Linked DNA regions of Mus musculus: regions 2, 3, 4 and 5 are each linked to region 1. Evidence: chromatin contacts called from public HiCAR-type, HiChIP or PLAC-seq, Micro-C and promoter capture Hi-C data. All regions are on one chromosome and are shown on one strand. The core of a region is the stretch at or near the end of the contact, and the rest is flanking DNA. Distances in the headings are between cores, read along the strand shown. Region 1 holds the start of Frmd6 (FERM domain containing 6). Region 2 has its middle 27 kb from the start of Gm32219. Region 3 has its middle 10 kb from the start of Gm32219. Region 4 holds the start of Trim9 (tripartite motif-containing 9). Region 5 holds the start of Tomm20l (translocase of outer mitochondrial membrane 20-like).

The links. Hi-C and Micro-C count contacts between places; a contact is called where the count stands out from the background. HiCAR-type assays count read pairs that join an accessible place to other places. HiChIP or PLAC-seq counts read pairs in DNA pulled down with a chosen protein or histone mark. Capture Hi-C pulls out chosen DNA fragments and counts their contacts.
Region 2: a HiCAR-type map of astrocytes shows a contact between it and region 1, with 2.2 times the contacts expected there. The contact joins the enhancer-like site here to the promoter of Frmd6 in region 1. A contact is called at or near these places in 4 of 39 promoter capture datasets (the C10 cell line, cranial neural crest, embryonic stem cells and 1 more), 1 of 15 datasets of contacts at CTCF or cohesin (the NIH/3T3 cell line), 5 of 484 Hi-C or Micro-C datasets (the N1E-115 cell line, nephron progenitors and uterus) and 20 of 115 datasets of contacts at active chromatin or transcription factors (the NIH/3T3 cell line, astrocytes, cardiomyocytes and 14 more).
Region 3: a contact with region 1 is called in an H3K27ac HiChIP or PLAC-seq map of embryonic stem cells, with 7 read pairs. The contact joins the enhancer-like site here to the promoter of Frmd6 in region 1. A contact is called at or near these places in 12 of 39 promoter capture datasets (the C10 cell line, cranial neural crest, embryonic stem cells and 5 more), 7 of 484 Hi-C or Micro-C datasets (the C2C12 cell line, the HL-1 cell line, cranial neural crest and 3 more), 19 of 115 datasets of contacts at active chromatin or transcription factors (acute myeloid leukemia, craniofacial prominence, embryonic basal ganglia and 14 more) and 2 of 9 other capture datasets (adipose tissue and embryonic stem cells).
Region 4: a Micro-C map of embryonic stem cells shows a contact between it and region 1, with 9 times the contacts expected there. The contact joins the promoter of Trim9 here to the promoter of Frmd6 in region 1. A contact is called at or near these places in 11 of 39 promoter capture datasets (the HPC-7 cell line, cranial neural crest, embryonic stem cells and 6 more), 6 of 484 Hi-C or Micro-C datasets (cerebral cortex, embryonic stem cells and nephron progenitors) and 3 of 115 datasets of contacts at active chromatin or transcription factors (astrocytes, embryonic stem cells and stem cell-derived neural progenitor cells).
Region 5: a contact with region 1 is called in a promoter capture Hi-C map of liver. The contact joins the promoter of Tomm20l here to the promoter of Frmd6 in region 1. A contact is called at or near these places in 2 of 39 promoter capture datasets (liver and pre-B cells) and 1 of 9 other capture datasets (liver).

What each region holds. Positions count from the first base shown.
Region 1 is chr12:70,822,982-70,827,125 of GRCm38.p6, forward strand. Frmd6 (FERM domain containing 6) reads left to right here and starts at 2,533. Exons shown (of 14, transcript NM_028127.3): 1 at 2,533-2,592.
Region 2 is chr12:70,560,746-70,565,326 of GRCm38.p6, forward strand. No RefSeq gene overlaps it. Among named protein-coding and RNA genes, the nearest start is that of Gm32219, 27 kb to the left of the region's middle. Within about 2 kb of position 2,881, at least 1 of the 459 cell types and tissues checked has an H3K27ac peak or open chromatin away from gene starts, as enhancers often do. A contact at or near this core is called in astrocytes, where this site is marked.
Region 3 is chr12:70,523,523-70,527,855 of GRCm38.p6, forward strand. No RefSeq gene overlaps it. Among named protein-coding and RNA genes, the nearest start is that of Gm32219, 10 kb to the right of the region's middle. Within about 2 kb of position 1,404, at least 23 of the 459 cell types and tissues checked have an H3K27ac peak or open chromatin away from gene starts, as enhancers often do. A contact at or near this core is called in the C2C12 cell line and the HL-1 cell line, where this site is marked.
Region 4 is chr12:70,345,897-70,350,575 of GRCm38.p6, forward strand. Trim9 (tripartite motif-containing 9) reads right to left here and starts at 1,718. Exons shown (of 14, transcript NM_001286388.1): 1 at 451-1,718. The coding sequence starts at 1,272.
Region 5 is chr12:71,110,148-71,114,451 of GRCm38.p6, forward strand. Tomm20l (translocase of outer mitochondrial membrane 20-like) reads left to right here and starts at 1,281. Exons shown (of 5, transcript NM_029227.1): 1 at 1,281-1,433; 2 at 1,559-1,602. The coding sequence starts at 1,298. It overlaps Gm32906 (a long non-coding RNA gene), which reads right to left. Exons shown (of 3, transcript XR_381662.3): 1 at 3,894-4,304; 2 at 2,931-3,228; 3 at 604-1,546.

The DNA of each region.
Region 1 (4,144 bases), core at 1,283-3,782:
TGTTGGGAGTACTTAATACACCCATGGACTAGAGCCAAAGAAAAACAACGCGAAAAATGATGATATGTAAGTGCTTCTGAAAAAGTAATCATTGAAGATGTGCACGGATGCATCACTTGGTGAAGTATTCCACTTCAGAGAAACATCTCATCGGACCAGCGAAAATAAACTAGATCCCATCGTCAGAGGATAAAACCAGACCACATACAGACCTGCTGCATTCTTCATTGTAAGGAGCACATTAAGAGCCCATCCTGTGATAAGAAACACATCCTTTCTCAGTCCCCTTTAGTTGGCTGCATGCTGCTTCCAAGGGGCATTTTATAAAGTTTATAAAACCAACTTAGATAGCTTGAAATGGTTTACAAAAATATATCATGTAAGAGTGATTATTGTGGTCTTCACACTGTTAATATGACCATTACAATTCAGAAAAAAAAAATTTCACATAGTAAATTTTACCACAATCTAGCCCTGGACAATAAGTCTGATCTCACACTTTCTTTTTTTAAAAAAAGCTCCATAAGATACTTTGCTCTTTGGGTTACCTAATTGCTTTATAATCACAGTTATGTTTCACAGTCTAACAATATGCTGGGGTTTTTTTCTCTGCTAGATTCTCATATATGAAACCTGAAAATAAGTCAGATTTAGGAAACTTTTTTCCAAAATAGTACTATGTTTCTTGTTTGTATGCTGGTTTATCTCATTAGACAGCAGTTGATTACCAATTAATACCCAATTTGCACTCATCCGGAGTAAATATAAAAAGAGAGAAAAATATCTTTTTTTGTACGTGCTCACACTTGTGGAAGCCAGCAACAACTTACTATTCACGGTCTCCAAAATGGAAAGGCAATTGAAAGGTCTGCTGGATAGTTGTTTTGGAGTCTTTTGTTTGTTTTGTTTTGTTTCCAAGACAAGGTTTCTCTGTGTAGTCCTGGCTGTCCTGGAACTCACTCTGTAGACCAGGCTGGCCTCAAACTCAGAGATCCACCTGCCCATCTCTGCCTCCTGTGGGTTGGGATTAAAGGTCTGCGCCACCATGGCCCACCAGGCTGGCTGGCTAGTTTTTATGTCAATTTGACACAAGCTAGATTATTTGGGAAGAGGGAACTTCAACTCTTGAGACCTGCCCCCAACCACACTGGCCTTTGGTGAATTTTCTAATTGATGATTGATGTCAAAGGGCCCAGCTCACATGGAAGGGAGAGGGGCTACAGTCCCTGGCTTGGTGGTCCTACATACATAAAGAAGCAAGCTGAGCCTGGCCGGTAAGAAACACTTTTCCACGGCCATGCCGGGTTTCTGCATTGAGTTCTTGTCTTGATTTCCCTCAGCGACGCAGTGTGACTTGAGAGCTGTGTGCAGAAATAAACGCTTTGGTTTGGTTTGGTGTTTAATCACAGCAATCAGCTATTTCAAATACAGCTTCTATGGGGTATCAAGTGTTCTTCCTCAGGTGTCTGCACCTACATGAAAAAGCTAGAATCTCAGATTCTCCTCACTGGAGCAGCACCATCCACAAAACACTTAGAAGCTTGTAACTGTGGGTGGCAGTGCCCCCACCACACACACACACTTAAGCTGCTAGACACCTAAGCAGGTCCAGATAGGTGCAGCACAAACAAGTGGACTTCGCTTCTTTACCCGACTACCAAAAGGAGCAAAGAACCCTCCATTCCTCTTGGGATCTTTGGGGTTATTGAAATCTTCTAGGGCTGTCTTTTGCACTGCTCACAGCCAAGCCGGCAACCTTCACCAAGGGTACACATCATTTTGAGGGCCACAGGCAGCGGCTGTTTCAACCTGGGGAGACAGACTGAGCGGGGGCGGATGGGCTTAGGCGGCACTCACAGCCCACATGCAGGATAAAAACCGTGAGGTCGAAGTGGGCGCCTGACGGGAGGGGGATAGAGGAATCACGAAATCTCCTCTTCTCGCAGGGGCCGCCCCAGTTCAGATTTATTAAGCCGCAGCTCACGTAAAACAACCACCCCCAGGTAACCCGTCTAGGCCTGTGAGGGAGAGGCTAGGGACTAGGGTGTGCGGGAGGATGGGGGGGGGGGGGGCATGAGCGGAGAAGGGGACCATTCCGAAGGAGGGGAGGGCGGACAGTCTATTACCCTCGCACCGAAGCCTCTGTCCCTTTGGGAAAGGCATGCAAAGCATATCTCACTCTATATAACCCACTTGAGCCCGACTCGGTTATCCGATGTCACCCGCGTCCCCTGGTCCCTGGGTCTCTTCACCCCTCCGCAGGACTCTTGGTTGGGTCCGGGGCGGAGCGGGGCGGGGCGGGGGGGGGCAGCGCTCCACGTGCAGCCGCGATCACCCCAGCTCTCTGCTTCTTCCGCTGCTCGGTCTCCGCCTTCAATTTGGGGCGGGGCGGGGCCTCGAGCAGGGAGGGCGTGTCTCGGGCGGGCCGTGGGCGTGAACTCGAGGGGGCGGAGCGGAAGGCGTGGGCGGGGGGCGGGGCAGCTGCAGCGTTGGTCTGGCGGCAGCAGGAGTGCTGGGAGCTGCGAGTAGGCTCGGCGCCGCTGGAGCAGACGCCGGTTGTGAGTCGGAAGCCTGGCGCTGTCGACTTTGGAGGTACGCGCGGGAGCGGGCGCCGGCCTGCTGGCCCCCTTTCTGGGACGGCGCGCCCTGGCCGCCGCTGTGCCCCCTGCTGGTCTAAAGTGCGATTCCCGGCTTTGCCGCTCTCGGCGTCTTTCTTCTTTCTCACGGGGCTCTGGGCGTCGGGCACCGGGCGGGCAGGTCGCCTCTCCGCGAGTTGGAGCTCGCCCACGCCGGGGCGGGAGGCCCGGGGCCCCCGGGCAGCCTCGGCCGCGAGGGAAGCGCGGAGCTAGGGGGCTGGGCTCTGCGTTCCTGCGCCCCGATCTCCGAGACTCTGGCTCGAGGGGTGCCTGCCTGTAGCGCCCCGTCCGTAACTAGCTGGGACGAGCCGTGAGTCCCGCGTACCCGAGCGATGTGCGGTATTGCCTGTTGTGCGCGCAGGCCGGACAGCCCACTTCGGGAAGGCACCCCAGCGCGTCTGTCCGGTATCCCCGCCAGTGCCTAGTGTGGGAAACCCTGAAGGGGGCCTTGGGGACACACGAGTCCCGGGTGCGGCCTGCAGAATTTTGGTTTCTGGAGGAACTTAACACGACCAGGTAAAGGAGACCACTAGCCTCCCCTCCGGGAAAGCGGGGATGTGGACAGCTCGGGGCCACCCAAGTGAAGTCTACAGGATTTAAACAACACTTGGAGTTCTAGAATGGCTTAGCCTGATGGTGGAGCGCTTTCTTAAAGGCAGGAATGGATGGAAAGCTGTCAAAGCAAGCACATTTAAAGTTGAGATAAAAGCTGGAACAATTTTCAGACCGTACAGTTGTGTGGCTAGTGTCGGAAGAAATTCTGGCTCAGTGGCCCCCTTACACCTTTGGGGGATTTGTTTATTTATTTATATAAGCGGCCAGTCTGTTTTGCTAGCATTGCACCCCGGGAGCTGTGTAGTGCCCACTGCGAGGAAGGAAAACTTGTGCAAGGATTCTCGGCGCGTTTGAACGTGGAAGGGAAAGCGTACCTTGCCAGATTTTCCACGCATGATTCCCCCCTTTCTTTGGACCGAGTGGTGTTTGTTTACCGGTCTTCGAAGCATCCACCTACATTTAGTTTTTGCACGAAATACCCACTGTTGCCACAGTGTGTAGTTTGGGGATTAGAGAATGCTTTTGGAGAAAACTGCTAGTGGCTTCATTTTCCAAGAATGTAAGTCATTTCCTTTCTGTGGTTTCAGGGAGTTGATATTTCACAGCATCAAAAACTCTGTGGGGAAAATTTTCCGTAATACATCTGTCATTTAAAAGGCCTGTGACTTTTGAGTTTTCTTAAGAACAGAGCATAAATTTAGGCCCGACTTTGTTGAAAGGACAAAAAGAGTTTTTGTTTGTTTGTTTTCTCTTATCCCGAATCTAGAGCATTGAGAGTGCTGTAGAAAGTTGTAACAGCCAAGACCTACAAATGGCTTGCAGGATGGAGAGTGGGGGAGGGGAAGAGAGCAGAATGGAGCAGGAAAACAGATGCCTTTTGCTTCGGTCCTTTGTAGTAAAACTTCTAGCACCTAATCATTTTCCTTGGGTGTGGTTTTGAGAAATTATAGTTT
Region 2 (4,581 bases), core at 1,631-4,130, 260 kb before region 1:
TTGTTTTCAGTTTCCCTGATATATCACACGTATTTTTCCTGCCTTCCTTTTTAGCTCCTCACCGTCCCAGTACCCCACTGCAGCATATTATACTCTCTAGAACTTTCTGGAGACCGGCTGCCTCTCTATTTAAACTCCCTGTGGCCTGAATTCCAGTAAACAACGAAGGGCATGTATGCACTTGTGTGTCTATGAGGATTGGGCCTGTGCTTTCTCTTGGTGGGAAGTCTGGGAGGCTGGCCCCATTTCAACCTCCAGCTCGTTCTTTTATGAAGATAATGATGATCACAGTCATTCTCTTGTTGTCCCTGTGAGCACACTGAGGCAGTCAGCCTGGGTGCTCTCAAATCCCTGTGCCTTTCATTTGAAAAGGACGTGCAAGGGCACACAGGCTTGACTAAGAGAATCATAAAAGAAGAGGTTTTGAATTTAATTAAATAAAATCTAATAATCATATAGTTGGTTTTGCTTGCATAGTGCATTGCAGCATGCAAGACTTCTGCATGAACTGTGCCATGTGGTGCTTAGACGCTGGGCCTGCTAACCTGAGCACATTGTCTTAAAGCAGTCTTTCTTCAGCTACCATTAATGTGAAAGAGAAGTTGACTCCTCTTACAGAAGCCGTCCCATGTTCCTGCTTCTTATCGTTCCTAATCTAGTGCTCCTCCAAACCCCTTCTACTTCTTTTATAGCCTATTATTTCAGCCAAAATTAGGATTCACGGTCATACTTGTTAATTCCCTTCATGAAGAGGTGCATTGTTATTGATCTGTGCAGAACATTCTTCAGTCTGGACATGCAAGTAGCCAGCTTTCAGTGTAAGGGCAAAGTGTGGGTGGGCTGGCTTTTCTTCTGAGAAGCAGCCCGTGTCTCCAGCAGAACCTCCCGACCACACACACACACACACACGCATGCACACACACGCATGAACACACACACACACACACACACGCATACATAATGATTATTTGGTGATGTTTTTCGGAAAGTCAAAATGGACTATTAAATATGGTATCTTCATAGCAGACACTTCTTAACTAAAATGGGAGGACTTCTTAACTAAAATGGGAGGAAGGGAGAGATGGAAGAAGGGAAGGGGAGGAAGGGAGGGAGAGGGAGGAGAGAGAGAACACTAAAGGGAGTCATAGACTGATTTTCTAATGGAATTGAAGAATTATTTTCCTTTCTCCCTAAGCCTTTTAAAACATTACGACGGTCCACTGCATGTCAAATAGTGGACTGTGCTCATGGGACTCTAGACTAGCAGTGAGCACAAATGTATCATCCAAATAAAATTCCTTTGTTTTAGATGTAGCATACATGCAAAAGGCATGTAGTATGTGCATATTGGTTGTGTATGGTGTGCATGCCTGGATTTTCTGGCTCCATTTATCAACAAGGCTCAAAAGCAATAACCAATTCAGGGGTCATGGCATCCCTAAGCATAAAGATGTGATCCTGAGGTGCCAGTTCTCCCTAAAGGATGCTAGAACAATAGACATTTCTTGGTTTGGGATGTGAAATGTACAAGATGTTTCTTATTTTGTCCTGGTAGCTATTCAGGGAAACTTTTAGGAACCACAAGATCACATCAGAAACATCCGGAGTTGACTCGAAGAGATGCCCACTGACCAAAGAAGGGAAAGTTTGAGTTTTGAGAAGAATAATTGCAATTATTTGAATCTCATCAATTAATTTGAAATTTTTTCATAAAGGGACATTTGGTCCTCTATCTGTGATTCATATCTGTGGATTCAATTAGCTGTGGATTAAAAAGAACGAAGAAGAAACAACTTGCACCTGCCATGCTTTTTATTTATTTATTTATTTTGGGTTTTCGAGACAGGGTAGCCTGGAACTCACTCTATAGACCAAGCTAGCCTCGAACTCAGAAATCCGCCTGCCTCTGCCTCCCAAGTGCTAGGATTAAAGGCATGTGCCACCACTGCCCAGCCATGCTTTATTTCTTGAACTCACTCCGTAAATGATGCAAGGGAGTGGCCATTTACCCAGCACCCTGTTTGCATCAGGGCTGTAATACCACGATCTGAAGTAGTTCCGAGAATGTGCACAGCTTGTGTGCCATGGCCTTGCATTTCCCTTAAGGGACTTGAGCATCTGCGGATTCTGGTACCCATGGGTGCTCCTGGAGCCAGTCCTCTGCAGATGCTAATGAATGACTCAATGTTAAAAAGTGATCTCTTCAGAAGATAAAGGGATTCGGCTGATTTTGGGGGAAATCATAGATAAATGAAAAGAACAAAATATTTGGTCTACTTTTCATAGGTGTTTGTCCTACTAAGTAACGACAAACAAGGAAACCTTATTTTTTTTTTAGCATTTTTGTTGACAAACAATCTTATATAATATATTCTGATCACAGTTTCTCCTCCACTAACCCCTCCCAGACCCTGCCCATCCACCCTAAATCCATGTCCTTTCTCTGTCTCTTTATAAAGCAAACAGACAACTATAGTAAAAACAGAATAAAAGAAAAAAAGAAAGACAGAAAAGGAAAAGACAAAACAAAACAAAGAAAAAACAAAAAAACTAACGACGTCTTACCAGGTATACTAACCATACTTAAGAGAAGACCCTATTCCAGCAGTAAATGGTCAACACAAAAAAAGCTCAATGGTATTTCTGTAGACTTTTTGTCTTATATGGCTTTTTTTTTTAATGTCTCACTGGTCTTTTGCTTGTATGTTATGGTTTCCCAGTGTGTGTTTTAAGGAAAAGCCCTTTTTTATGAGCATGTTCCAATAGAATAACTAATCAGTGAGATGGGAATGAAAGGACTGGCTCCCACACTGTCTTGTACTCCAGTCTGAATGAACACGTCTTGGCATAGTGCATCCACACCCGCTCTCATGAGAAAGAAAGAAACTACCAGACATTCCCTGGCTTGGGATGAGAGGTCAAATCACCACCCAGAGTCTTGCCAAAGCCCAAACAAGACTCACCAGCTCCTATTTGAGGAAATCGGGAAGGCAGAAAGCATGGTGATTTGTGCCAGGCCTTGCAACCAGCAGGGGCAGAAGGTCGAATGCCCAGTAAGTATTAAGAAAGGGAACCTTTTGAACAGGAGGTGCTTAAGAGACAGGTCAACACTACGATCAGATAAATACTCTCGTGTTAGGGATGCACCTTTATGTTCCAAGAGCATAAGAAACGATGAGCATATTGCACTTTGGAAGTCAGAGTGGTGGGGAGTTTTGTTAGGAGTGGAGGGCATTTACCAGAATAGGATACCACATGGTGTTTTGAGGGTGATGGGGAAGGGGGAGGGTTCTCCTTGTAACACATCACTAAGCTGTGCTTTGTTTGATTTTCTTTGTATGAGTTTTATTTTGCAATGAGAAGCTAAAAAGGAGGTGGGGGAAGAGCTCCGAGTAGTATGTTCCAAGACATACATTTTTGGGGGTTCTATCAAAGGCCGGAGAGTCAAGATACAACATAAAGAAATGACTCGAACTCTGAGGTCACTCAAACAGTCTGAATCCCAGCTTGGCTCTTTGCTAGCTGTGTGACCTGGGCATGACTCGGCCTCTCTCCTGCTCAGTTTTGTCATCTGTAAAGAGGATGCCTTTGCAGTTCACAGCTCCACTCTGGCACAGAAAACACATCCAGACATCGGGGGCACTGCTCAGCAAACAGTGAGGTATCTTGTTTAGGGTAGCCGGATTGATCTCTATTCTTGCCTTTCTCCCCCCATGACCCATAATGCAGATATCTGTGTTTTCTGGTGGTCTTAGGTTACCCCTGTGAAAGGGCCACTGGACTCCTCCAAGAGGGCTGAGAAACTGTGGGCTAGAGGATGGAAACCTCAGTGACAAGGGCCTCAGTTGGCCAGATGTGGCTGGGTGGGCAGCAAGCATGAGGGATTAAGAGGACTCTCACACATACCTTTGCAGAGTCAGAACTGGGAAGGTAGCTAAGTGGGAACTGCACTTGGCCCACAAGCGTGAGGAGTCCTGAGTTCTATCCCCAGCACTTACATTAAAAGCTGGGCGTGATGGCTTGTGCTTATAATCCCAACACTGGAAAGACAGCAACAGGAGGATTGTGCTGGAGTTTGCCAGCCAGCCAGCCTAATCATGTAGTTCCAGATTCCTGTGAGAGAGTCTGTCTCAAAAGAACAAGGTGGACGACTCCTGAGGAACAACACCTGGGTTGACCTATGACCTCTTTATCCATGGGCACGCACACAAAAGTGCACACACCCATACATATGTTCCCCATAACAACAATCACAAAATAAACAAGTAAACAAAAAAGATATAACTTTTTTTTTGGTTTGGATTGAGAGATTAAGAGGGTCTTTAAAAATAACATTTTAAAATAAAAATTACAGAACAGCTTAATATTCTTGTGCAGAGAAAATTTACTCAATGCCTCTGGGTATTCAGCGCTGGCCTGAGGAACATTAAGGAATGAGTTCGTTCATTCTGTTATTCAACCTGTTTACGGTGCATGGCTGTAAGTGTTGGGGTCTCCTTTTTAGCTTGCATGACTCGAGATGCTTCACTGTTTCTGTAGGGAGAAAGAGGTCTGAGCCAAGTTGATACACAGAATGGACTT
Region 3 (4,333 bases), core at 154-2,653, 300 kb before region 1:
ATAACTATTTCTGTCAGAACGTTGCTTTTGTGTGCACATTGTATTAATTCGACCTTGAGGTCAGAAACTTAGCTTTTGTCCTTACTGGTCTGCCTGTGTGTGTCTGTCAGTAGTCCCGTGAACTACTCACCTATGTTCTCCATGCCAGTCTACATGAGTATCCTTGCCTGCTCATGTTCATGTGTTCTGGCATGTGCCTGTGTGCGCCTGATGGGTTTCTGTTTGCCTAGCCGTCTATGTGGCAGCCTGTGCCAAGGCAAAACAAAGTGTTCTATGTCTTATCTGCCATAGTCCCTTGAAATCTTTTCAATCCCCCAGGCTCTGATTACCTTCTTCTGTTCCTGGCATTAGAGCACAGTTCCCACATGTTATGTCTCCTCACATTCTTTTACCACCAGAAGCACATAGTTCTCGATTCTAGTTTGTACCTTCACCCTGGATAATAGATTTCCATTCTATGATCAACCACCTTCATCCTGATCATGGGAAATGGTAAGGAGATCAAATCACATTCCTTCTTTCTGAAGGATGTGAGATAGTGCATGTGGGAGAAACTAAATATGGAGAGAAGTAACCAGTCGTTTTCGAAGAGGGACTCCACCTTTATCCCTTTGACAATTTCAGATGCAAACCCAGAAAAAGGCCAGCAGTTCCCAGGAGAGTTTAAACGGGACTGGAATTTTGCAAGACAAAGTAAGGATTACTATCGTGGTTGGGAATACATGCTATTTATCTTTGATGAGCCTTTCTGAACTTGAACAACGAATTTCCAATATTTACCACTGGGTCAATAACAAGTTTCAAAGGGATTTTGGATGAAAAGTTCAGTATGTATTAAAATGTTCTCATTTCTGGCTTCCATTGTAAACCATTTTGAATGGCAGGGCAGAAAAATCAGAGTCCCGTGTTCAGTCTCATGTTCCAGAGCAATGTTTATGGGCACAGTGAGGGAGGTTGTAGATCCAGTAATAGGTATGTCTTCTCAAGGGCTGCACCATATTCTTCTGTGGTTTGAAAACTCTGAAACCACAAGTTTCTAAATAGATCTTTCCTGGCTATAAATTGGGTGTCTTAGAGATTTAAAAAAACGTTTCCTATATTTATTCATCTTATGCTCTCTCTCTCTCTCTCTCTCTCTCTCTGTCTGTCTGTCTCTCTCTCTCTCTCTGTGTGTGTGTGTGTGTGTGTGTGTGTGTGTATGTACGTGAGAGAGAGGTCTGTGGGTGAGCAACCCTACCCACTCTACCATCCCACCAGCTTTCTCTTGTATTTGTTTTGTAAGAGATGGAAAGCTAGATTGCACAAGCAGCTGCTCCTTGCTTTTCAAAGGACTCTATTCACATGGCTTTATCAACTGTGTTATGGGAAAGGCTTGAGGAAGTTGGCAAACCCCGGCGAGAGTATCTCATGGTTTCCCTAAGGTTGAGCCACTAGAAAGGGAAGGTGGCCTGCCACCAGGAAGAACTCCAAGGGACAAAGCCTCCCTGTGAAGGCCTTGTTCTAAATACACAAACCCTGAGCCTTCGAGAATGAGCAGACCTACAGGGTTGCAGTTTGGTTTAGTAAGTTCAGAGCAGAATTACAAATATAATGGGTGATTAAAAGAGAACAGAGCCGAGTTTCCAAAGGACACATTGAGCACAAAGAGTTCTTTGGTTGTGTACAATCCACATGAAACTTCACTGTGACAGAACCATCTGACCGACAGCTCTCAGGTTCACCTCCTCTTTAGAGCAGTAATTTGAACAATCAAGACATCATCCATTGTGACTTCTTATGAAAAGTACAGCATTTGGGTTTTTTTTTTCCGTTTTCTTTTTTTTAAACCTCATTAATGTTAATGGATGACTTTAGCAGGGAAGGAAGTGTTCACCTGATTGTTTGATACAATTGGAGGTAATGACTCCACCAGCGGTGACCTCCCAGCTCAGACACCGATGTGGGACAAGCACTTAAGGAACATTAAAAAGTCCTGTGTGATTAAATTAGCCTGGATTGGAGCCAAAAACACTGTCTGTGGATTATATCTTTGTCTGAGACTTTTCTGGGGAAAAGCATTTCTTTCTTTTTTAGAAATCATAGAAGCTCTCAGAGAGTAGGGCAATTAAAGCAAAATTTTGATCAGACAGATAGTTTATACAGGTCTGCTTGGGATTATTCTGGTATAACTACTCAAAATCCCAAGTCTTAGAAAAATTCCCTGAATCTTGGATAAACTGGGAGCATTGGTAAGTCTACTTTTTGTTGTTGCAAATCTCTTTTTGACAAACTCTACAAGAGACTTAACTTTCACCAGATTTTCTTCTCCACTGTGAGTTAAAGTCAACATCCCTACATGCTTTCTCCTGTTCTGCCTTCTTCAACACAAGTTTCTTCCTCCTCTACCCCATAGATGTGGCTACCCAAAGACTGCACTCCACAGTCCACTCCACATTCCCCAGTCTGGTCTCTATCCTCCGAGTTACTTTGTCTCAGCCCCTCCACCTGCTCCTTGGATGTTCTTGTTCTATTAACAATCCTATTATTCTCCTCTGGCCAGGCTCTTCTGACTAGATACTCAAGTAACACACCAAACTGAGCTCATAGCTTTGCACACTGCTGGACAAAAAGTCCGTGAGCTCCGTGCCATGCCCCACAGCAGGTTCTCATATGGACAGATTGGCATTTCTTTAACTCAGTTGGCTGCTGTATCCCACGGTTGACTAATAGCAATTCGTGTCAATAGAGAAACATGGAGACTTTTTATACATGCTGTTATTGGAGGTTCTACCATCCCAAGATTGTGCAATTTACCTTTAGATCCAAATGCTGCACGTTGATCGTTTAGAGTGAACTCATTATTCCAATCCATGACTCCAGCTTTGGATCATAACTCCATCACCTAAATTACACACGCCAACAACTCAGTTCCAGCTTCATGTAGTCTGCTAATGTTTTTAACGTGTCAACATCTGTAGTCATTCAAGTAATTGGCAGAACTGTTGACCGGGTCAGGATGGAAATACATTGGTAGCTGTTTCTGCACAAAAGCAGGTGTTCAAGTTAATACTTTATTTAACATGATCTCTCTTGACGGGCTTCCTTTCCAGATTTTGAAGGAGAAGCTGAAATTTGGAAGTACAAATACATTGTACCAATACTTCCCTCATTTTCAGCCAGCAGCCTCTGTCATCTTCAACCCACAACTTCAGTAAAACAACTGTGCAGATCCACAAACAGACCTGGGGTGCACTCAATAACTCAGATACCCTTCACATTATCCCAACAATGCTAGCCTGGTGCCCAAGACTTTATTACATGGACTTCTGAGAGATGCTAGTAATCAACCATTGTAGGATCCCAGAGCCAAGCAGAGAACTGAATGTGAACCGTCAATACAGTGCAATGTGTTCCTGGTTTCTCTTTGAGTGTATGCATCAGGCTTGCATTTGCCCCTGTCAAAGTATAGCCATGTGACTTGCATGTTGTTTCTGACATTTCCTTCCCACTGTTGTTTTGATCAGGGAAGAAGGTGTCAGGATGAAGTCTCAACCCGTGTCCTTGAGAAAACGCAATGACCAAATCTCCTCTTCTAGTGCACTCTAGACACACTGCTTGAGAAGGAAATGCCCATCCTAAAACTGGAAGCTTTAGTCCCAATGTGTCTGTCCTGATGGATGCATTAAGGATGTGTCTTAGTTAGGGTTACTGTTGCTGTGATGAAACACTCTGACCGAAAGCAAGTTGGAGAGGAAAGGGTTTACCTGTCTTACCCTTCTTCATTGTAGTCCATCATTGAAAGAAGCCAGGACAGGAACTCAAACAGGGTAGGAACCTGGAGGCATGAGGTACTGCAGAGGCCATGGAGGGGTGCTGCTTACTGACTTGTTCCGTCTGCTTTCTTATAGAACCCAGGACCACCAGCCCAGGGAAGGACCCACACCCACAATGGGCTGGGTGGGCCCTTCTGCATCAATCACCGATGCCCTACAGGCTTGCCTACAGTCCAATCTTATGGAGGCATTTTCTAAACTGGTATTTTCTCCTCTTAGAGGACTTTAGCTTGGGTCAACTTGATATAAAACTATTCAGCAGAGGAGGCAAAAGTGGAAAAAGACACAGAATTCTGTTCACAGGGAGCCAAGACTGTAGAGGGAGAGATAAAGTATTTCCACAGCTATGAAAGTAAGGAGTAAAATAAGGTAAAAATGGAAAGGGGAGATAATTAGCCAAGAGATGTGGAGCTAAAAGCAAGCTGCTTAGACAGTGCTTGGAGTCAGGTAGAGGACAGTTCAACGTGAACCTTCTGGAATGTTCTCTGGAAACATTTCACTCCCATTAAAATAAAGAACCC
Region 4 (4,679 bases), core at 468-2,967, 480 kb before region 1:
AGCCCCCTGAGGTCTACCCAACCCCACTGCCCCGACCTGCCCTAGTCTCCCAAGCCCTCAGCCCACCCTGTAGAGGCGCATGCCCGGAGGCCTCTGCCACCCGCGAGCCTCCGTCAAACCAAGTAGGCTTTGCCCTATGGTGGTGGCGACCATAGATAGGCTGCAGACTAAAGAGGGGGCATCTTAGGCCCAGCTCACAGGCAGAATGCATGGGAAGGGAGACCCGTGCTAAGGTATTCCTACAACCACTCTCTGGAGACCTTCAACTTCCCTGCGTCGCCTCAAACGTCCCCTGAGCCTCCTGCAATGCACCAGATCTCAAGGCAGACGCCGAAGGCACTTGCACTGCGCCCCCACTGGGATGCGCTGTCACCCTAGGAGGGACCGAGTGCTGCAAATCTGGAGGACCCTAGGGCGCGGGGAGTCAGGGGTGGGTTGCATAGGACTCACCTTGTGCAATTTCCACATAGCCCCCAAAGCCTTGACTTCGTGGCTGGAGTGTTTGCCCTCCTCTAGGCACTGGTAGCACACGGGCATCTTGCATTGCACGCAGTACATGCTGTGGTTCTCCAGCTCGTGGTCTGTGCAGGTGGAGACCTTGCGCGGGCTCAGCCGCCGGCTGACGCGGCCCTGGGCCGGGGGCACCAGACGGTGTTTGGCTAGGGGACCCCGGGGCGGGTGGCAGCGCAGACGGCAAGGGTCGCAGTAGAAGACATCGCACTGTTCACACATGACCGTGGCTTCCTTGGGCGCCTTCTCGCAGAGCTGGCACTTGAGGGCCGCGGCTTTGCTCTGTTGGTAGCGGTCGATGACCCCTTCCAGGACGCGGTTCTTGGGGAAACCGCGGAGCCCCCGGTCATCCAGAATGAGGCTGCGGTGGCACTGGGGGCAGGTGATGCAGGAATTGCGGGGCACAGGGGCCAAAGCCGGTGACAGGTGGGTGGGCGGTGGCGGCATAGCAGGGGGGAAAACGCGGACGCCGTTGGGCGACTTCTGGCACGGGGTAGTGGGGGCGCTGGCGAAACCTCCGTAGGAGCCATAGCCGCTGTCCGCCTCGCTGTACAGGCTCATCTTGTCCAGGTCCAGATAATCATAGTCAGAAACCCCAGAGCCCGAGGCCCGGCGGCTCTGGGGGGACTCGGACTCCGGGGTCTGCACCAGGATGTTGCGGGCGCACGCCTGACATAAATTGTGAGAGCAGGGCAAGATGATGGGCTCCCGATAGAAGGAGCCACACACAGGGCATTTTAACTCTTCTTCCATCTCTTCCATGGGGACCTGGCTGGAAGCGAGGCAGCAGCGGCTGCGGCGGAGGGGGCCTGACCTGGCGAAGCAGCCGATGGGCCTGTGGTGGCCAGCACCTTGGCCAGCGGCGGCGGTGGTGGCGCCTTCCCCGGTCGCCTAGGCGCCGACTCCCCAGGATGCGCTCTCTCTGTGAGCCACCGAGCCTCCGCGCTGCGCGCCAGCCCGGGTCCGCCCCCTTCCCACTGCTAGCCCCGCCCCGCCAGGGAGCGGAGGCTCATCGGACGGTGGCCGTGAGAGCTGCTTTCTTATTGGCCTCCCGCCTTGTCCGTCTCCTCTCCTCTGCAGGTCGCTGAGGGCTCTATGAGTCGGAGCTGGAGCCCCGGCATCGCCTGCTGGCTGCTGCGGGATTTTAGGAGGGGGCTGGCGCAAGCCGAGAAGAAGTGGGGCGGGATGATTCATCCTTTCCTACCCCCCTCCACGCTTCCTTCTGAGCTCGGGTGCAGTCACCCCGGAGCAGGGGGCGTGAGAACCCCTCCCGGTCGCGAGTGGGCTGCTGCTGCCTGTCGCCAGCGCTTGGCGCTTGCCTTCCAGCTTTGGTCTGCATGCCGACCCACCCCTTCTCCTTCCGCTGCTGGCGTAGAGCCAGCACCTCCCCCGAGCCTTCCTGGAGCCTTTTGGGCTTTTCTCCAACCCTCAGAAGCAGCTGGAGCGCCCGCATCTCTGGTGTTTAGGGAAGATGGTGGTGTGCCATGGCTGCAGTGTCCCCTTTCTGCATCCCTGGTAGCTTTTTCCCTACCCGAGGCAAAGGCTCAGCATTCCCCCAAAAGCTGTGCCACCATCGCTACATGCTTTAAATGTGCGGAGGCCCTACGCCTTGGAGCAAAGGTACCTCTCACCCTCCCCAACCTCCCGAAGCTCCATCCCCCAGTTTTCGAGAGGCCCCAGGAAGGTTAGTTGAGTTGAGTCAGGCAGTGTTTGTGTATTTCTGAGTGTTTATCGGTTGTTAACTAGCTATGTGAACGAATCGCTATGGTACTGAAGATTCCAAACAATATTATCCAATGTCACATGCCCTTAGCATCTACCATAAATTCCAGAAGAGGGGTGGGATATTATTTCTGCTTCTGTAAGATAACGAGGGATCCAGTGATAGCCCTTATATTCTAACCGATTTCTCTTTCCCCCAAACGGTGCTAGAGATAATAAGTCCTGCCTCTTGCCTGTATAACCCTTGAAATGATGACAATGATAGAATCTTTGAATAAAGATATCAGCCTGCTACTCAATGGGGGAGAATCTTTGAATCTAGTGACATTCCAAGGAAGTAATTTATCTTGGGAGCATACATAGTTAATTTTCCGAGTGATTCATGAAGCAAGTGACAAAAATGGTTTTCAAGTTCGTGGGATCTTCCAAATTTTCAATTTCCAGAAGATAACAATTATTCATAGCTTACTTTATAATTTAAAAGCACTTTTTTTTTTCCCAGAGAAAAGAAGTACTTTCTATAATCTTGATTTTGGAGAAATAGTACAAATAAATTGAATTATCTTGCAAATATATTTTTTAGCACAATGATTACAGTAGTTGATCATTGGTTGTGTGGGAGGAAAATTCACATTGTTATTTAAAACTATGTTAGTCACAGATCCTACAGGGTTTATTCCTAACCCACATTTTAATTAGTTGAGACCGGAGCTGCTAATGTTATATGCAGTCTGTTTATAGGCAAAGTGTTTCTTAAGATTTGATTGGGGCATCATCTATATTAGTGCAGGATATATAGACTATTAGTCCAAAGACACTTTGCTCATGTTAAGTAGTTAATTCTTAAGAAGAAAGGGGCATCCATGCCCGTGTATGTTACAATCCTTTCGTGTATTTTGTATTCACCTGCGCAAGTCAGAGAAACCTTGGCTAGCAAAGTAAAGAGTGTCATTCTTCCCAAGTCTGGGTTTTGCCTACCACAGAATACCATGTAAGAGGTCTGGTGATTAGCAGACAGGCTATGCTTGGTTCACGGGAAAGGGTGGGTAGTTTGAGGGCATGTCCAATGGTCTGATTTGGTGTCAGACACAAATAGCCTCAATCCGATACAGATTTATAGAACAGTTGGTCAATTAGGAAATAGCTTGAGGTGAATTAACTGTTAGATCTATTTGGTCAGGAACTAGCACATCGATCCCTCCTAGAGAGCTTTCCAGATGACTGCCGTTTGTTGGGAAGTCTCCTCTTCCTGGCATCACGACTTGAGCCAGTCCCTGTAATATGACCACATGGGCACAGTTATTGCCACTTGTCAGATTAGTGATCTGAAGCTAAGAAAACCAGAGGAACCTCTCACGATCCAGCACCGGTGAGGCTAGGGTTGGAACCCAAGAGCGGGAAGGTTGTAGCTCCTTTTCTTCATTCACCAAGTAAATAGTCCATATTTTGTGAGGTTCTGGTGTAACGAACCTGAAATGTTAATCTTTTGCTATCCTGCTTAGCTTCTCTGAGAGTTTAACATTTTTAAAATTAATTTCTGTTTTTGTTAGGCCTTTGAAGATGTTCTCTCATGTTGTACTACTTGTCCAAGGTGTGCTTTAAAGCCCACCACCCCAAGTTATCTTTTAAGGGGCATAAAAAAAATCTGAATGCAATTGGTGACCTTGTAGAAATGCCAGCCCACAGGGAGACTAATTTTTCTGTCCCAGCTGGCGGTTGACTGAGCCCTGGAGTGTGGGATTGCTGGTCCTGTAGTTCCCTCATTCTTGGTAATGACTGCAGATGTTCTCAGTTTGAAAATGCCGGATGTGGCCCCATGAAGCTTACCATTCACCCAAATGATGCTCTTTAGCAATGAGTTGAGCAAATTAGAAGTGCGCTGGCAGCGTTTCCACTTTTAGAGGGAAGATGAATGTTTTCTGATGAAAGATACAATTGCATTTGTATTTTTTTTTCAACTGTACTGCTTGATGACTAATTCCGTATTCTCTCTGAGCTAAAGAACAAACACAAGGAAGGAAGTATTTTCTGATATCACTCCATGTTCTCGTTTAGAGCCATTTGTCTTTCGATGCATGGGTGTGTGTGTGTGGAGAGGAGGTTTGGAGGCTCCTTCTTCAGCACCTAACAGTTTGCCTGTGTGCTGCCTTGCTTTCCACCATCATGGACTAAACCTCTGAATCTGTAAGCCAGCCCTGGTGAAGTGTCTTCCTGTATAAGAGTTGCCATGGTTATGGTCTCTTCACGGCAATAGAAACCCTAACTAAGACAGGACCCCAAACCTAATCCTTAGAACAATAGCTGGTAGTGCCTACTTCTGGATTAGCTCAAACCAGCCTCGGGGCTTACTCCACTTGGGAACTGTGCTCAGAATGTTCGGTGATAGGGGTACTTAAACCCAGATTAATATTTATGCATGTTATACATCTACTTATAACAGGCTGAAT
Region 5 (4,304 bases), core at 31-2,530, 290 kb after region 1:
CAACAGTCCCAGCTACAACAGACCATGACGTTGTCCTGTAATGACAGCCAGTTTTTGTTTTTATAATAAACTTTTGCAAATAGAAGACTTTAGTTATCATAGGAAGAACATGCACTATTCAGGAAAGCAGTGTGTAACTTTCACTACGTCTAAGACCAAGGACAGGGACTTCTTAATCTCACTGGTATTCAGGGCAGATAGGGTGCCTTGCTATGACAATAATGGTAGTTAACAGTGAATTAGTAAGTACAGTTGAATAATGCACAACAAAAACTATTTAAGGACTTTGGAACTGAGGCAGGAGGATGGAGAGTTTCAGGCCACCATGAGCTACATGGACGGTTGAAAATTAAAGCAGACTGGGTGGTGGTGGCGCACGCCTTGAATCCCAGCACTTGGGGAGGCAGAGGCAGGTGGATTTCTGAGTTCCAGGCCAGCCTGGTCTACAGAGTGAGCTCCAGGACAGCCAGGGCTACACAGAGAAACCCTGTCTCAACAAAAACAAGCAAGCAAGCAAACAAACAAAGTAAAGAATTAAAACAGGCCTAGGAGAGATGGCTTGGTGGTTTAGAGCATTTGTTGCTCTTGTAGAGGGCAAGGGTTTACCAGTGTACACATGGTTGTTCACAACTGTCAGTAACTCCAGTTCCAGGGACCAGACACCTTCTTTTGTAGGCATTGAGCATGCCCATCACACATGGATATACACCTACAGGCAAACAGCCATACATGTAAATTACAAACGAATTTAATCCCAGCATCAGTGCTCAGGGAGGCAGAGGCTAGGCCAGCCTGGTTTACAGAGTGAGTTCCAGGACAGCCACTGCTACAGAGAAAACCTGTCTCTGAAAAACAACGACGAAAACAACAAGGTTTAGCTTTGTAATGCCTTTATGATCTTTGAGACAAAATCTGTGTATTCTTTTGTTGTGTTTGCTGAATAAAACAAACATAAAGGGAAAAGCACCGGCAAAATGATTTTGTTTGCTTTTCTTCTATATTATTACTTCCGATTCCTTTCCCTCTCCTGAGTTATGGTGGGTGGAGAACTTGGATTGTGAGTGTTCTGGGGACCTACAGGAGGAGGCTGGCCAGCCTGACCAGGGCTAAGTTGAGATAACGTGGGGCCAATTGAAGTGCAAGGGAAATCCAGGCGACCCAAGGACACTGCATGCCCTGGCCACAGGAAATGGTCTTGTCAGGCTGGAGAAGGCTCAGAATTCCCGAGTCCTGGGTTCGGGACCCGGGGTTTGCTCACGTGTGGCTGGCCCGTGCCCAACGCTCGCAGGGCAACCCAATGCCCAGCGTCCGTCTTGGCGTCGGTCTCCTGGCGGGCTTGGCAGCGGGCGGCGCGGTCGTCCTACTCAGCTACTGCGTCTACCTGGACTGGAGGCGGCACCGAGACCCCGCATTCCGCCGCCGCCTGCAGGACAGTGAGTGCCAGTGCGGTCGGCGGGAGGGAGGGCGGCCAAGCCCGGGCTGGTTCCCAAACCGGTGCCCCGGTCACCCGTGTCCATGCTACCTGGCTTTCCCAGCCAGCTCGTGCCTGTGTTTGCAGAGAGAAGAGCTGGACAGCCCAAGGCCCAGGCGCCCGCCAGGCAGGTGAGGTGCAGCAGACCCGCCAAGGAACCTTCTAGAAGCCCAGGGAGAAGAGGCCTGCCAGTGTGGCACACCTGCTTTATAAAGTTTTAACCTTCTAATTATAAAGGGGAAGGAAAGAAAGGAAAAGTGGGTCTGGTAAGGACACATTATGAAGATCTGGTGGGATGGCTCAGCGGCCAAGAGGGTTGGCTGCTCTTTCAGAGGACTCAGGTTTGATTGCCAGCACCCACAGGGTAGCTCACAACCATCTGTAACTCCAATCCCAAGGGATCTGTCACCCTCTTCTGTCCTCCAGGAAGCGACAGAGATGCACATGGTTGCAGACATACATGCTGGCAAAACACCCATACACATTTAAAAAAAAAGTTTTTCTTATTGTTTATGTTTTGTTTTTAAGTATAAACAGGGCTTGATACTCAGTGTGCAGAATCATCGCTTGGGAGGCTGAGACAGGAGGGAGTTCAAGGTTAGCCTGGGCCAAAGAGAACACTGTTAGAGAGAGAAAGGCATCTGTAAATTACATGTGGTAGGGACGGGCACTCTTTTTTTTTTTTTTAACTTAGAAGAAAGAAGAGAAACTTGGTCCTTCTCATATCCTCACAGGATGCCTAGGCCCCCCAGGCCAACATAGATTATGATTGACTAGTTGGGTTTTGATGGTGATTATTATTTTTTAGACAGAGGAGGAAGATGGCCCATATGTGATGGTCAGAGGACAACTTGTGAGGTCCAGTCACTTCTGTCGCTGGTCCCATGTGTCTAACTCAGGGGGTCAGGTTTGCTGGAAAGTGCTTTTTAACCTGATGAATTAATACTGTCTGTATTAGTCACTTTTAAAAACTGCCTCTTATTCTAGTGTGTATGGATGTTTTCCCAGCCATATGTGGCTATCAATGGTAGCATTTAGGGGTCAGAAGAGAGCATCTGATCGCCTGGGACTGGAGCTAAGAAAGTTGTGAGCTGCGGTACAGATGCCGGGAATTGAACCTTGGTCCTCAGGAAGAGCAACCAGTGTTCCTGACTACCAAGCCACCCTCTTCAGCCCTCTCCCTTATTAGTTATTTTTAAAGAGGATTCGGTCATCTTGGCTATTGGTCCAGCTTTTGTTAACTCACATGAGCCTAAAAGCGCATGAGAACTCTCACCTTCCCATCTTTCAGGTGATCAGCTTGTGCCTACTTAAGGTCCTATTATGTGTGAGACATGTCTGGCGGAGGACAGCAATAGAAGGGAGTAGGCTCCCAAAGCCAGCCAATGTAACAAGAGCCTGGAGAGAGACAGAACCTTTCCAGTGTGGAATTAGCACAGTGGCTACTCAGGTTGCTTACTGTTGGGTTAAGCTTGCTCTCCTTAGTGCTTGGCTCCTGAATCTGCAGTCTGAGCAGGTTTGGGCGGAGAATAACACAGTTGCTCCACAGTGGCGGGGCTGGCTCCGGGGAGTTATGTTGAGTCGGTTATCTTGAAAGCACATCCCATCACGCCTGCCAGTTGATGCTGAGTGTTCACTTAGCTGGAACTGTTCGCATGCTCCTGCATGTGACCTTGTCATGTAGTTTGTGGGTCCTCATCATATGCTGGGCTGCATTCCCAGGGGCAAGCAGTCAGGGGCTGAATACTGTATATTCACTGGACACCGGAAGAGAACAACAGTGTTGAAGCGCATGCAGAGATAGGAACGTGCCAGGAAGCAACTCTTTCCACAGCACTGAGGGCTGCTCGATTTCGAGCAGAAAGGAACTAGACTCCAAGTCCGAACAGAGAGACAGGGCTCAGAAAACATGTCTTCACAGGGAATATTGTTGACAGTTTTGGAAAAATCCAATTTTTCCTACATAAGGCTTTGGGGCTGCCGTTGATCTGAGGCAGGAATGCTATGGAAGGTGAGACGTGGTACCAGGGAAACCTTTAGGATTGAAGGTGCTACACATGCATAGGGGAGCAAAATAGGGGATGTGCCAGGCCTGATCAATAAGCCAGTCTGGCAAAGGGATCGCTGTGAAGAAGTGTCTGATAAAGCTGAGCTAAGTAAGGACAGAATCAGAGGCGGCTTGATCTGACCGCTGGGCTTCCAGACTCAGTAGGAAATCAGTGGATTGTCTGAGCATGGTGTGTGTGTGTGTGTGTGTGTGTGTGTGTGTGTGTGTTGGAGGAACTAGAAAGAAACAAACCCCTTGGGTATGGTGTGCTAGAATGTTTAGGAAAGAATAAGCTACAGCAGCAAAGTGGGTAAAAACCACACCTTTCTCGTGGTGTCTGCGGCGACGGGGCTGGAAAGAGCAGAAGCAACTGACCTGGGAAGAACTGAGTTCAGTTGGTGAGGGGGCGGAGGGAAGGAGAAAAGGGAAGTCAGAAAGACTGTCGCCATAGTTACGGAAGCTGGCAAGCAGCACTCAAGGTGTGGGCGGGGCATGTGCTCATAGATGCCTTCCCTGGCCAGCTTGACTTGGGCAGCCTGGTACAGTTCCTGTCCTCTTCTGTGTCCTCAATGGCTGTTGCCCTTGAACATTTTTGGTGTGTGACATTTGATTAACGTTTTTGACTTGTTCATCTAGGCTGCTCATGACCTTGTCTGTGTCGGGCTCTCCATTGACTGTATCTAGAATAGTCTGGCATATTGCTTTTGTCCATAATCTATCTGTTGAATACTGTTGTGAGGACAGAGAAACAGCTTGTGTAGAGGCACACATGTGAAACTGTAGTAC